Linked DNA regions of Mus musculus: regions 2 and 3 are each linked to region 1. Evidence: chromatin contacts called from public HiChIP or PLAC-seq data. All regions are on one chromosome and are shown on one strand. Each heading gives the region's core, a stretch centred on a gene start, on an enhancer-like site or on the middle of the called end of the contact. The rest is flanking DNA. Distances are from core to core; before and after follow the strand shown. Region 1 holds the start of Fam214b (family with sequence similarity 214, member B). Region 2 has its middle 5.4 kb from the start of Sit1. Region 3 overlaps Atp8b5 (ATPase, class I, type 8B, member 5).

Evidence for each region. HiChIP or PLAC-seq counts read pairs in DNA pulled down with a chosen protein or histone mark.
Region 2: a contact with region 1 is called in an H3K27ac HiChIP or PLAC-seq map of microglia, with 10 times the contacts expected there. The contact joins the enhancer-like site here to the promoter of Fam214b in region 1. A contact is called at or near these places in 16 of 39 promoter capture datasets (the C10 cell line, the HPC-7 cell line, cranial neural crest and 10 more), 3 of 15 datasets of contacts at CTCF or cohesin (the NIH/3T3 cell line, embryonic stem cells and pro-B cells), 38 of 484 Hi-C or Micro-C datasets (B cells, the Ba/F3 cell line, the C2C12 cell line and 14 more), 28 of 115 datasets of contacts at active chromatin or transcription factors (the 230-238 cell line, Th17 cells, bone marrow-derived macrophages and 16 more) and 5 of 9 other capture datasets (adipose tissue, embryonic stem cells, liver and 2 more).
Region 3: an H3K4me3 HiChIP or PLAC-seq map of bone marrow-derived macrophages shows a contact between it and region 1, with 4 times the contacts expected there. The contact joins the enhancer-like site here to the promoter of Fam214b in region 1. A contact is called at or near these places in 13 of 39 promoter capture datasets (the 3T3-L1 cell line, the C10 cell line, cranial neural crest and 6 more), 1 of 484 Hi-C or Micro-C datasets (cortical neurons), 8 of 115 datasets of contacts at active chromatin or transcription factors (astrocytes, bone marrow-derived macrophages, differentiating embryonic stem cells and 1 more) and 2 of 9 other capture datasets (adipose tissue and pancreatic islet).

Annotation. Positions count from the first base shown.
Region 1 is chr4:43,039,022-43,041,587 of GRCm38.p6, forward strand. Fam214b (family with sequence similarity 214, member B) reads right to left here and starts at 1,280. Exons shown (of 9, transcript NM_001253353.1): 1 at 945-1,280.
Region 2 is chr4:43,477,037-43,479,602 of GRCm38.p6, forward strand. No RefSeq gene overlaps it. Among named protein-coding and RNA genes, the nearest start is that of Sit1, 5.4 kb to the right of the region's middle. Within about 2 kb of position 1,300, at least 219 of the 459 cell types and tissues checked have an H3K27ac peak or open chromatin away from gene starts, as enhancers often do. A contact at or near this core is called in B cells, the Ba/F3 cell line, the G1E-ER4 cell line and 22 more, where this site is marked.
Region 3 is chr4:43,348,914-43,351,479 of GRCm38.p6, forward strand. All of the region lies in intron 15 of Atp8b5 (ATPase, class I, type 8B, member 5), which reads left to right. Among named protein-coding and RNA genes, the nearest start is that of Gm46851, 10 kb to the left of the region's middle. Within about 2 kb of position 1,293, at least 18 of the 459 cell types and tissues checked have an H3K27ac peak or open chromatin away from gene starts, as enhancers often do. A contact at or near this core is called in bone marrow-derived macrophages, where this site is marked.

The DNA.
Region 1 (2,566 bases), core at 30-2,529:
CTCCTAGTCTCCACCCAAGCTTTAAAGTTCAAGAAGGGCGTTTTCCTGAGCACCCCAATTTCCAGGTCATCTCAGTTGCCCTCCTGAGCCCTTGCCTCGAGGAAGCCAGGTGATGACATGATGCCCTACTTGACCCCAGCATGCTGGCATCTGCTCATTAATCCAGAGTCCTATTAGTTCCCTCCCTGCCCAGAGACGCTCGAAGACTCACTCCTCTGCCACCCAGCTTCAAGCTGACTCATGGGGTAGGACTGCCGGGAGAAGGGACAAGCCAGTATAAGCCAAACCTCGCCCTCCATGCTGGGGATGGGCAGCAGCTGGCATTAAACAGCTGTGCCAGACTGTGGCTGCCAAGGACTACAGCTCCCAACATGCCGAGAGCAAGGCCAGCAAAAACAACAAGTCCCAGAATACCATGAGGTCTGTACCCTCAGATACTTGTTAGACCTGGGAGGTGGGAGAGGTTGTGGTACAAGAAGAACACCTAGGCTCATTCTATCCTTCCCTTCACTCTCAAGACACCCATTTTTACCCTAAGGAAGGTTAGGGTAAGAATTCCTACCCATGTGTTTTCCACTCTTATCCTGGGCAGAGTCCTGCTGCTCACTGCTGTACATTTTGTCCTCACACAAGTCTACACACGCTAGGGTGACTGTTCCCAAGACCACTGTTCTGAGTAGAAAGGTTAATCTCTGCTTTCACACTCGCTCTCACTCTGGCCTAGAGCCCTTCACCTTTAATAGAGAGGGAGCAGACCTCAGAAACCCCTCCAAACTCAGACGGGGAGACTCACCTTGACTCCTGGACTCCTTGTTCTGGACGATTCCTCCCACCCCCTGCTTAGCCTCCCAGGTCGGTTCTCATCCCTTCTTCACAGTCTGGGACAGGCCCCATACCCTGCAGAGGTTTTGGAGATCTGATCCTTCCACCTAGTACACACTCACCCCGCTCCCAAATTGGCTCCGCCGCGGTGGCCGCTGCTCCGGGCCCTTCCGTCCCGGTCCCGTCCCCGTCCCGGTCCCTCCCCTCGGATAACCAGTCCCCCCTACTACGGGCCCCCAACCCAGACAAAGGGTGGCTTAGGCTGAGAGCCTTGCTCTGCTTGGCCCTTCCCTGATCAGCTTCGTGTGCAACACTAGCGGGCTCTGGCGTCCGCAGCCCCTCTAGCTGCTGTTGCACCCCTCCCTGCGACGGTCCCTCCCCGGGGCCGCCCCGGCTCCGCGCCGCAGACTCAGCTGCCCCTCTGACTCACAGGCCATTTCCTACCAGCTGATGGGGCCGCCCGCCCCGCCCAGCGCCCAGCCACCCCCAGCACTGCGACCACGGCTGCCACGCCCCCCTCAGACCACACCCTCTATGGGCAACAACTATGTTCATTGGCCCAGTGGAGGCCAGCCTCTCAGCAACCTCAAGCGTGAGTCACGCCCTCTTCAAGGAGCGCACGCCTATTGGTCCACATAAGGGCAGGCCTACCCAATGTCGCTCCGCCCACCTCCTTAACCCTTTTTCTGTCCAAGTCCTAAGCAATTCTCTGCCCTGTCATTTAACCCCATTCAGACTTCATTCTCTCAGGGCTCAACAAACCTTTCTCCTCCACACTTCCTGTTCTGAAGTAAATTAATATGAAGCTCCAGTGTGTTCACAGATAAATCTCAACAATCTCCAAGTCACACCAAACCCAACCCTACATATCCCCAAGCCCATTCGCCCCCACATCCCGAAACAGCTCCAGGTAAAAGGGTTGCTATCGAGTAAGCTTTCTACAAGAGCAGGAAAAAAAGACCTACTACAGTCGTACCTTATTTCTATCCATACTGAAAGATGGCATCCTCTCCCACCCCCTTTTTGTCTTTGTTAGAGACCCCAGGAGGCTGACATTTCAGGGACTCTCAAAACCCTTCCGAGACCAGGCTTTGGAGCACTCTTTGCTGACAGGCCTCTGCTCCGAGGAAACAGAGCATCCTAAGAAGTGAGTTAGAAGGCCTTCTGCCCAAAGTCAGATGGAGACCAAGTTCGTCTTCATGACTCACAGCTCCCTCGAAACTCACCAAGCTCCCCCTGAGTCACAGGGCCCCGGGCCCAGCCCAGAGCCAGCCAAATTAAGCAGCATTATAGTCAGCATCCCTAACCTTTGTCCTTAGCTCTGTAAATAACCAGGACGGAATTTTTGCGAGGACTGGGCATTCACAGACACTTTTTACAGGGAGTGCTCTCGAGATAACCTGAGAAAATGGATAGCCTTGTCTACTTTGTCTTCTGAACTTATCAGCAAGTCAGACAGGTTGTCACCAACTCAGGCCTTTTCTCCCTGTCGGTCACAGAAACAGGGAACAAACAGCAGAACCAAAGGAAGTAGAAGCCAATGCTTTGCCTATGCTATGAGTCCCCAGGACCATTAGTTTATTACTGGACTGTAAAAAGAGGGCCCCCCCTACTTCCTCTCTGGGTTTTACAATTAATACAAGTACACAACAGACCTCTAGTATGCTTTCTCCTTACCTCTACTGAGTAGGAGGAACTCCCTAAAAAAGACCCCAGCTCCCTAAGATTGAATTCCCTGCTACGA
Region 2 (2,566 bases), core at 50-2,549, 440 kb after region 1:
GAAGAAGGCTCTGGTGACTTCCCAGAAACATCTGCCCCCTGGCTGACATGATACACCGTGTGTGTGTGTGTGTGTGTGTGTGTGTGTGTGTGTGTGTGTGTGTGCCACACATGCCAAAGAATCCACAAAGAAAGGAACTTGGAACTGTCGGCTTGTACTGGGTCAGGTGAGGTGACTAACCGGAGAGGTGTGGTTATGTTCTTTGGTTTAGGAACTAGAAAGGGAGTTGTCTTAGTTTGCTTGTTAAGTGCTTAGAATTTGTGCCAGAGCGTAAGCCTTAATGATAGAGATGAGAGAAGACAAATAAAAAAAGAGGGAAAAAGCCACACATAGTGGCACACGCCTTTAATCCCAGCACTTGAGAGAAAGAAGCAGGCGGATCTTTTAGTTTTTCTTTTTTTTTTTCGTTTTTTTTTTTTTCGTTTTTGGTTTTTCGAGACAGGGTTTCTCTGTGTAGCTCTGGCTGTCCTGGAACTCACTTTGTAGACCAGGCTGGCCTCGAACTCAGAAATCCGCCTGCCTCTGCCTCCCAAGAGCTGGGATTAAAGGCGTGCGCCACCACGCCCGGCTATGGATCTTTTAGTTTAAGGCCTGACTGGTCTACAAAGCAAGTTCCAGAACAGCCAGAACTATGCAGAGAAACATTGTGTTGAAAAACAATAACAAAATAAAAAAGGAAGAAAAGAAAGAAAGAAAGGAAGAAGAAGAAGGAAAAAGGAAGGAATGAAGGGAGGAAAGAGAGAAAGAAAGGAAAGGGAGGAAGGAAGAGAGAAAGGAAGGAAGGAAAGAGAAAGAAAGAAAGAAAGAAAGAAAGAAAGAAAGAAAGAAAGAAAGAAAGAAAGAGAGAGAGAGAGAGAGAGAGGGAGAGGGAGGGAGAAGGAGGGAGAAGGAGGGAGAAGGAGGGAGAAGGAGAGAGAGGAGAGAGAGAGAGAGGAGAGAGAGAGAGAGAGAGAGAGAGAGGCAGGCAATGAGCGTGGTTCAGTGGTATATCACTGATCAATTGCTTAGCATGAATGAGGTCCCTGGGTTTGGTTAGCACTGAGAGGATAGGGAGGGATAAAGAGAACACATAGAACACAGGCTTCAGAGATTGAAAGAAAAATAAAATTCAGAACACACGCCATTGGGGCTACACATAAAACAACAACAACCAACCAACCAACCAACCAACCAAACAAACAAACAGGAACTCAGTTATAAGCGATGTTTGCCCAACTCCAATAAGGCCCTGGGCTGGAGTCATGGGCAACGCCAAACCAGGGGACTACAATTCCCAGGATGCTATGGGCCAGGCCTCATCACGCCTGCGCAGAGGTGATGGCGCTGCCTCTTTACGTCTGGAGGGGGCACTGGAGCTTACTTAGTTCTGAAGGCTTTGAGTTCGTGCTGAGACCAGTCTGGGGTTCTAAATCAGCTTCCTGAGCCTTAGAGCATTCAGCCCTGGTTCCTGCTAGTGCCAGTGTGCTATTCCGATCAGCTCCTCTTCGAAGCCTAAACTCTCTCACGTCCTTCGGGTGCGGACTCTGAACCAGTTTCAGAAGCACAGCCCCACTCAAAAGCCCACATCCCGATGCTGTGGTTCCCTCCTTCCGGTGTCTGCCCCCAAACCATCCTTCCTCCCTCCCACACAATTGCCTGACCTTGATTGCGACCTAGGTGTCCCTTAGAGAGATCCAAGTTGGCATCCTCAACGGTACAGAGACCAGAAGCACCCCAGTACCATCCTTCTCACGGAAGGTTCCCTACTCTCTGGATGTCTTTGGGACTTTGCAAATGGAAAGGAGAAAAGTGTAGAAATGAAAACCTCTGCTTCCTCTTTCTTTTTCTGTTTGTTTTTGTTTTTTTGAGACATGGTTTCTCTGTATAGCCCTGGCTGTCCTGGAACTCACTTTGTAGACCAGGCAGGCCTAGAACTCAGAAATCCACCTGCCTCTGCCTTCCGAGTGCTGGGATTGCTGGGATTAAAGGCGTGCGCCACCATGCCCGGCTTGCTTTCTCTTTCTTATGTCCTTCAAACACCAAAAAGGTTGGTGGCGCTGGAGCTCAGGCTGAAGGCGATTTCTTCCCCCCTCCCCCCTCCGTTCTGCTATGGGATGCTGGAGCTAAGAAGGAGTTGGACTTTTTTCCAGAGTGGGGTGGATCACAGATGGGCTACAGAAAAGTTGGAGGATTGGTGCAAGGATTGGTTAAACAGAGCAGTGTGTTGCCACCGGGAGAGTTGGCGAAAGCTTGAACAGTATAGAACTGGGCTATATTCTGTGATGGGACCACAAAGATGGGTGTATAGTGGATGCCACTTTGTTTTAAAACCGAAATATTTCTAATCCATCACCTTGTCCCCATGCCTACTGAGACATTGTTCGATGTTTCTGACATCTTTGTAAGGGCCCTTCCGAGCTCCATCCTACAGGCCTCCAGCCCACACGGCGACCACTGGAGCTTATTCCTTGCTTCACTCCGTTTTTCACTCTTTTCCACCTCGCCAGAAGCAGGAAATCCAAGCTCCTTGGCACGACTGGCTTCTGTCAGGCCACCGGACTCATCTTGCTCCTTTCCTTTCTATCGC
Region 3 (2,566 bases), core at 43-2,542, 310 kb after region 1:
TTGTTTGTTTTTGTTGTCCTTTTGAGACGGGGATTCTATGTGTAACAACCCTGGCTGACCTGGAACTCATTTTGTAGACCAGGCTTGCCTCAAACTCACTGAGATCCACCTGTCATTGCCTCCTGAGTGTGGGATTAAAGGTGTGCACTACCATGCCTTGCATAATGTCTTCACATATGTAGACATTGTGTAAGGTTCAAGTCAGGGTAAATATACCTCCTCACCAGTTATCCTTTCTTTATGTTAAGAATATTCAGAATACTCACAGGGTGGGTGGGGAGAGCTAGCCCCACTCCTCACTTGCTGCCGCACTTAGGAATGGGATGGGAGGGTTAGAGTGGGAACACCCATACCTCACCTGGGCAGCATAGTAGAACTGGCTCTGGTGGTGTGGGAGAGCTGGCCTCCGGGTGTGAGAGCGGGAAAGCTGGCCCCAGTACTGGAGAGATGGCTTCACCCCTCACTTGGGCAAAGTGCAAGAGCTGGCCCGAGTGGTATGGGTGTGGGCCAGCTGGCAAGCTGACCAACTCAGCTACCACCCATGCCCAGGGCTTTGAGTTGGCCCACCAGCAGTTTATAGATCTACCCCATCTATAAACTGCTGGACCATGAAGGAGCTGGTCCTGCAGAGCCAAAGCGGCAGGATCTCCATGGCACAGGGCAACAACAGGATATCCAAAAGGAGTCCTGGTGAGAATCCAGCTTTGATAGTGTAGCAGAAGCCAGACACCTTGAATAGACTAATGACTCACTGCAGTGAACATTTGCAAGTAAAGATGTGTGGGACACACTGTGACACACTGGAGCTTCTGTGGCAAGATGGTTTTTGTTTGGTTAGTTTTTTGGTGTGTTTTTTGTTTGTTTGTTTGGTTGGTTGGGGTTTTTTGGGGGGCAGGGTAGAGAAGAGTGGGTGATGCAAGGGCAGAGGGTAGATATGAAGACATGGAAAGATGAATAGGGTTGGGATAGATAATATAAAATTTGTTGGGTTTGGGAGTCGCCACACAAACCATACAAACAGCAATATAAGTTAAGCAAGAATAGTTTATTGAATACACACCATAATACTGAATGTTCAGGACTGAAAAAAAAAGTCTCAGAAGCCAAATTTCGGTAACTAGTCTGATCTCAGGGTAGGCTTTTTATAGGATAACCAGGTCCAAAAGGTTAAAGGGCAAGGAGAGGAGCAGATGGCTTACTAGGTAAGTATTATCAGCTAACCTTTGAGCCGAGTGGTCCTGAGTAAGGAAGTGGGGAGTGTCAGAACATAAGCATAATTTTTTTGGTTCTTCAGTGTCAGCCACAAAACCCACAGTGAGCTCATTCATACGGAGGTACAGGAAGGGCTGCCAGTGGTCAGCTCTGACTCAAGATATTTTTTAGTCTTAACAATTCATACTGACCTTTGACTTGATGGGTCTTACATAAAAGCTTTGTGAAACGTCTGAAGATTGGCAAACCTCACGCAGAACATACAGAACAAAACAGAGTGTTTGATCGGCATGTCCTTGAGCCAAGTCACGTCTCTGTGTCAATGACTGGCAGGCATGGTACTGCAACAATGTGAACTAGCTGTCAGGCATGGAACAAAATGGTTACAGCTATTTTGGGGGGGGAGGGTTTAGACCATAACAAAATTCACAAAAATATTGAGAATGCCTTTTTCCGGCTCTTTGAGATGGACAGCACAAGTTGTTCTCACTGATGAGCCTTGCTCCTTCCCTGACCCTGCAGCTTAGTACTCTCGGCTCCCGTACAGTCTCTCATCATTTAACTCCACGCTGTGGTTATCAGTTAGGTGGAATTCTGTGTACTCTTCTTTCCCCTCTCATCTCCTATTGAACACTTACCTTTTAGGTCTATTCACGGAGTTATAAAATGTATGTGCACACAGAGGTCAGGGGACAACCCCCAGGAACTGGTTTTTTCCTTTTGCCATGGGTCCCCAGGATCAAACTCATGTTGATGAGCAATCTTTTTGGCTCAGTTTTTAGTGCCTTTAAATGTTTTTACTCTGGGGGCTGAAGATATGGCTTGGCAGTTCAGAGCATTCGCTGCTCTTACAGAGGAGCTGGGTTCAGGTCACGGCACCCACATGGTGGTTTACAACTATCTACAACTCCAGTTCCAGGGTTTTTGACACTCTTCTAACCTCTGCAGACACCAGCTATACATGTGGTCCACTTCCATACATGCAAGCAAAACACTCAAACACATAAAATAAAATGAATCTAGATGGTTTTACCATGTAGAGTTTTGAATTTATTTTCAAATTTATTGGCCTTTTCCCTTTGTGGGCATACTATATACTTCTAATCCATATAGTTATAAAGTTATCTATCTCTAGCTGGCTTGTTTTATTGTTTTTCCCAGTGTTGGAACTCAGTTCTTATGAATGGGTTTGATTTTAAACCTCTCTTCTTAGAATCTCCATCCCTGCCTTGAGGGTATCCCTCGTCCTATCACTGTCTGCTAGACCCAACCCTGAGCCCTTAACCACCTGACTTGAGTACAGCTAACTTACCTACCAGCTGCCATCTTATTCCCATCCAGCCAAAGAGCTGGG